Linked DNA regions of Xenopus tropicalis: region 1 is linked to region 2. A link is a contact called in public Hi-C data. All regions are on one chromosome and are shown on one strand. The core of a region is the stretch at or near the end of the contact, and the rest is flanking DNA. Distances in the headings are between cores, read along the strand shown. Region 1 holds the start of cdc42bpb (serine/threonine-protein kinase MRCK beta). Region 2 holds the start of traf3 (TNF receptor-associated factor 3).

Evidence for each region. A called contact is a pair of places that touch in the nucleus more often than the background predicts.
Region 1: a Hi-C map of neurula embryo shows a contact between it and region 2, with 2.2 times the contacts expected there. The contact joins the promoter of cdc42bpb here to the promoter of traf3 in region 2. A contact is called at or near these places in 2 of 5 Hi-C or Micro-C datasets (gastrula embryo and neurula embryo).

What each region holds. Positions count from the first base shown.
Region 1 is chr8:97,965,735-97,968,463 of UCB_Xtro_10.0, reverse strand. It overlaps cdc42bpb (serine/threonine-protein kinase MRCK beta), which reads left to right and starts at 1,352. Exons shown (of 38, transcript XM_004917176.4): 1 at 1,352-2,025. The coding sequence starts at 1,851.
Region 2 is chr8:97,748,665-97,751,760 of UCB_Xtro_10.0, reverse strand. traf3 (TNF receptor-associated factor 3) reads right to left here and starts at 1,378. Exons shown (of 11, transcript XM_031890884.1): 1 at 1,143-1,378.

The sequences.
Region 1 (2,729 bases), core at 103-2,602, 220 kb before region 2:
AAGTGGGGCAGCAGAAATACCAAAAAAGCTGGCTCTGTCAATAAAAAAATAATTTTAGCTGTTCAAGCACTTGCAAATACTGGCATATTTCCATAAGCTTTTATGCACAATTTAATGGCCTAATATAGGGCTCTTAGCTCTAGGTAGATTTTGCTGTGTTTCTGCCCAACTGTAAATATGTCAGAACAGGCAGCAACTGAAAGACAGATTTTTTTTTCTTTCAAAACTGTAAGTTGTGTATATAGCATGGACATAATGTCTGCACAATCAGAAAAACATGTTTAATTCTAGAAATATTTTCTCTGCTTGCATGGGAACATTATAAAAATGTTAATTTCTAGTGTATATATGAATTATCTACACCTTTTATTTTCATTTATTAGTGGTTTTTCCTGTCTTTTGTTCCTACAGCCTATTAATTTAGGGTGGTTGTCTCAGTCTTAGGGGCTGATTTACTAAGACACGATTTCGAATCCGAATTGGAAAAATTCCGATTGGAAACGAACATTTTGCGACTTTTTCGTATTTTTTTGTGATTTTTTCGGCGTCTTTACGATTTTTGCGTTAGAACGCGAGTTTTTCGTAGCCATTACGAAAGTTGCGCAAAGTCGCGATTTTTTCGTAGCGTTAACACTTGCGCGCAAAGTCGCGCCTTTTTCGTAGCGTTAAAACTTAAAAGGCGCAACGTTTCACGCAAGTTTTAACGCTACAAAAAAAAATCGCGACTTTGCGCAACTTTCGTAATGGCTACGAAAAACTCGCGTTTTTACGCAAAAAACGTAAAGACACCGAAAAACTCGCGTTTTTACGCAAAATTACCGATCATTACGAAAAAAACGCAATCGGACGCATTCGGCCCGTTCGTGGGTTAGTAAATGTGCCCCTTAGTGACTTGAGATTTCTACATGAAGTAGAGGCAAAGTAACAAATCAGCACAGCATTAATAAAGTTGGTTTAGTTCCCCTTAAAACAACGAATGATTCCCACTGTCATGGATTTTATTCTCAGGTTTCATGCTCCTTGGCCTAGAATCAATGCTGGTAATTTGCACCAAGGTAGAAGGTAGATGATACAAATTATGAAATGCTTTAGTATGTAACAAGGCGGCAAAAAAGGTAGAATGATGAAAACAGCGGGTCCTGATTGTTCCTATGCGACATGTATGATGCCCCATATTCCGCGCAGCTATAGATTAAATAGGAATGTTATCACTGCCTGTCACTGCCTGACTGATCCCATTTTCCATCTGGCACAAATACTACAATGCCTTCGGGTGTGTATGAGAAGATGAAGTTTGTCCCATCTGCTGCCCGTACTCCAGTGAAAGTCTTTATTCCCTATGGATATGCAGTGCTGCCTCCTGGCCGGAAGAGGGCTCTTCCAACATTGTTCTGACGTCAGTCGGGACATTCCTTCCCTTTCCGGTGGGAAGGGCTTCGTCTCCCGGTTCTGCTCCGTGATCCCGAGCCAAAGAGGAGAAGAAAAGGAGGAGCATTGAAGAATACAGGGAGTGGGGGCGGCCATGATCTCCGCCGGTTACGCTGTAAAGCAGCAGCAAGCGGCTAACTAACTTGTAACTGAGGGGAGAGGGATACTGCACAGCCGGACTGGGTGGGGGGCTCGTCCCCTGTTCATGGACCAAGCGGGCCTTGGAGCTGCATAGTGTCTTGTGGAGCCTTTGCCATGTCTGGATAGGTCCTAGCGAGCAGCCGGGGGGAAGAACGCCTTAGTGTGTCCTCAGGGTGCGGGGAGCCACCCTACAAATTGCCATTTCTATTGGCAGCAGTGCAACGCCATTCACTATCATAACCTGCTTAGTTTAGCTAGGCTGCTCGCTGAGCCACGGGAAGATGTCGGCCAAAGTGAGGCTGAAGAAGCTGGAGCAGCTGCTCCTGGATGGGCCCCAGAGGAACGAGGCGGCCCTGAGTGTGGAGACCTTGCTGGATGTGCTTCTCTGCCTGTATACCGAGTGCAGCCATTCCACCCTCCGCAGGGACAAGTATGTCAGCGAGTTCCTGGAATGGGGTGAGTGTGGGCATCACCATGGGCACTGGGCAAAGGGATCCGGGCACTGGGCAAAGGGATCCGGGCACTGTAATGTTGCACAACCCATGCACACACATTCTGACTTCCACAGCATTGACTATAGGATTATTTGGCCGTGCAGACTTTGGTATAAAGGTGACCAAGTGCATGCAAACAGTTTATACATGGATGTAGTAGTATTCAGGCCTCCATGGAATATCTATTTGGCAAATTAGCTTGGTTGCAGTGTATCCCAGGATCTTCAGTGGTGGCTCGCTATGCTAGTGTGTGGGTTTAGATAAACAGTTATCTGTCCCCAGATTGTGTTCAACAACACCCCCAGCAGTTCTTTACCAGGGAGGAGGGGTTGCAGGCTTTTGTCATTCAGCAACAGCTGGAGGGCCAAAGGCTGGGCATCTCCCTTTAACTCTGTTATTGTTTATAAAACCAAGGCTTTAGCTTCCACTTATCAGCCTGGCACTTTAATCCATTTGCTGCTAACCATTTGGCAAACCAGTCAACAACTAATATTCTGCATATAAAAGTTGGGGTTTATAGTCTTACTGAACAACATGTGACAGACCCTCCTCCCAAGTTTAGAAATTGGGAAATTGTGTTTCTTTTTACCGTCAGTGACTTAAACCATTGTAAACACGAGTCTCCACATAAGGAACACATGGAGGAACACACCAGTTTGTATCTGT
Region 2 (3,096 bases), core at 129-2,628:
CAATGCACTAACCCCCCCCCCCCCCACCACCACCACCAATTTCCAATAATCTAAGTGCTAAGCAATGTTGCTGAGCCTTCCCAACCCATCCAGTGTTAATCAGCCCTTTATATACATCATGTTCATCTATTAAAGGATGTCTTCATTTGCATTTCTTGATTTTTATTTGTTTCTAATCAGCAATATTATCCTTTGCTATTTGTTGTCTATAATGGATGAGATAGTCTGTTTAAATATACCATACCATAACAGAGAAAATGAATAACTGCCTCATATATCTTAAATACGGACAACAAACAGATCATTTCTTGCCCTTTTGTACATTTACATTTCTTCTTATGCCCATAATAGAGTTTATGATCTTTTAATAAATGTAAGCAAATGTATCCCCAAAGCCAGTTTTATTTTTTTCCATTCATTTATATTCTCTGCTCCCGCTTGCCTTATTTCTTAATTAAATTACTTACAAAGTTATTAATTTACAGCTGGATATTCAGAGCCCCATGGCTTGTGACAAAATGTTATAGCCGGCAGGAGAATTTTAGTCACGATGCACAGATCCTTCTAGGAGTTCAGACTGCAGTACTATTAACAAGGTGGAGTGACAGTCATTTTGTGATGTTAAAAAAAGAATGTATAAGCTTGATCCTTGGTAAATATATTCATTTTTTTCAAATATGCAATATAAAAATATTCCAACTATATCATTTTCAATATGTCCTCTTACCAAGGTTGACTAAAGGGGGGTGCCAGAGGCAGGAAGGTATCCATTTCAGTGCCTGCTTCCATCTTTTTTTCCCCCCATCACGCCCTGGGGCACCTAAAGTGACCCGGCACACATCATGTCACTGCATTGACTGGTACATTGCCAAACTGTTTTTCCATGACTGATGTTTTTTTGATGAAAATATGTTTTATGGTAGGTTCTGCCAGCTGCAGGAAATATTCCAGCCCTTATCTCAGAACTATTTTCACTAGAGACAGCAACCTGCAAATACCTACAGAGAAAAGGGCACCTGCAAAGCCTATGCCTTGTGCCCTGCCAGCTTGCTCCCCCCACCTGCCAGTCCATTAGAACATGCCATTCCATTTAGAAAGGTCACCGATCACGGGAGGAGGGGGGTAAAGGTAATACAACCTACCTCTTTCGCACTTTACTGAATTCAGTGCTGCTTGGCACCAGGTGTCTAGACTCCATTGTAGGAAAAAATAAAGGTTATCTGGAAGCAAGGGTGCTTATATGCGTGCTGGCAGAGCCATCTGCAAAAAAAGCGATCAGCAGGTGGAAACTGACTAAGTGGACAGCAGGAATACAGACTAGTTGCTCAACAGAGCAAACCATGTCATCTGTGGGCAGCTCGGAAGAACAAGTCGACCGCAGTGATGAGGTCAGAAGGAGAAGAGCTGCAGCAGCTGCACGTCCTATAGCGAGCGCCTCAGCACCCATCCACTGCTGCACTGGGACTGGCTCCCTCCAGCGCACAGGGGGTTGCGTCTGCTAAAATCATCCCTTACAGTAATGCAACGGTAGTATGCAGGACCACCCCCCCCACACTGGAGTGAATGGTGGCGTCCAGAGGAAAAAAAAAAAAGGCTGGTAGTTTCGCAGCGCAGCATCTGTATGTGACTGAAGGGAAAGGCTGCTGAAGGTGGCGATGGGAAGCCGATCAGTCGAGCCTGCGGTAGGTCGCTTAAGGACACGGTACTGCACATGGCACAGTGAGAGATACACGCATGGCACAGTGAGAGATACACGCATGGCACAGTGACAGATACACGCATGGCACAGTGAGAGATACACGCATGGCACAGTGAGAGATACACGCATGGCACAGTGACAGATACACGCATGGCACAGTGACAGATACACGCATGGCACAGTGAGAGATACACGCATGGCACAGTGACAGATACACGCATGGCACAGTGAGAGATACACGCATGGCACAGTGACAGATACACGCATGGCACAGTGAGAGATACACGCATGGCACAGTGACAGATACACGCATGGCACAGTGAGAGATACACGCATGGCACAGTGAGAGATACACGCATGGCACAGTGACAGATACAGCATGGCACAGCGAGAGATACACGCATGGCACAGTGAGAGATACACGCATGGCACAGTGACAGATACACGCATGGCACAGTGACAGATACACGCATGGCACAGTGACAGATACACGCATGGCACAGTGAGAGATACACGCATGGCACAGTGACAGATACACGCATGGCACAGTGAGAGATACACGCATGGCACAGTGAGAGATACACGCATGGCACAGTGACAGATACAGCATGGCACAGCGAGAGATACACGCATGGCACAGTGACAGATACACGCATGGCACAGTGAGAGATACACGCATGGCACAGTGACAGATACACGCATGGCACAGTGACAGATACACGCATGGCACAGTGAGAGATACACGCATGGCACAGTGAGAGATACACGCATGGCACAGTGACAGATACAGCATGGCACAGCGAGAGATACACGCATGGCACAGTGACAGATACACGCATGGCACAGTGAGAGATACACGCATGGCACAGTGAGAGATACACGCATGGCACAGTGACAGATACAGCATGGCACAGCGAGAGATACACGCATGGCACAGCGAGAGATACACGCATGGCACAGCGAGAGATACACGCATGGCACAGCGAGAGATACACGCATGGCACAGCGAGAGATACACGCATGGCACAGCGAGAGATACACGCTTGGCACAGCGAGAGATACACGCATGGCACAGTGAGAGATACACGCATGGCACAGTGAGAGATACAGCATGGCACAGTGAGAGATACAGCATGGCACAGTGAGAGATACAGCATGGCACAGTGAGAGATACAGCATGACACAGTGAGAGATACACGCATGGCACAGTGAGAGAGATAGGCAGGCTGCCCTCCGCACGGGACTGGGGCTGCGCCCATGTCTGTGCTGCTTCATCTGAGCTGCCCTTTTGCCACCCTGGCTGCCATATGGTGATATCATTATATGGACATGCATGGAGGTGCCAAGGAATTGGCAGAGCTTTATGTTATGCTATCGGTGCATACCAGCATTTGCAA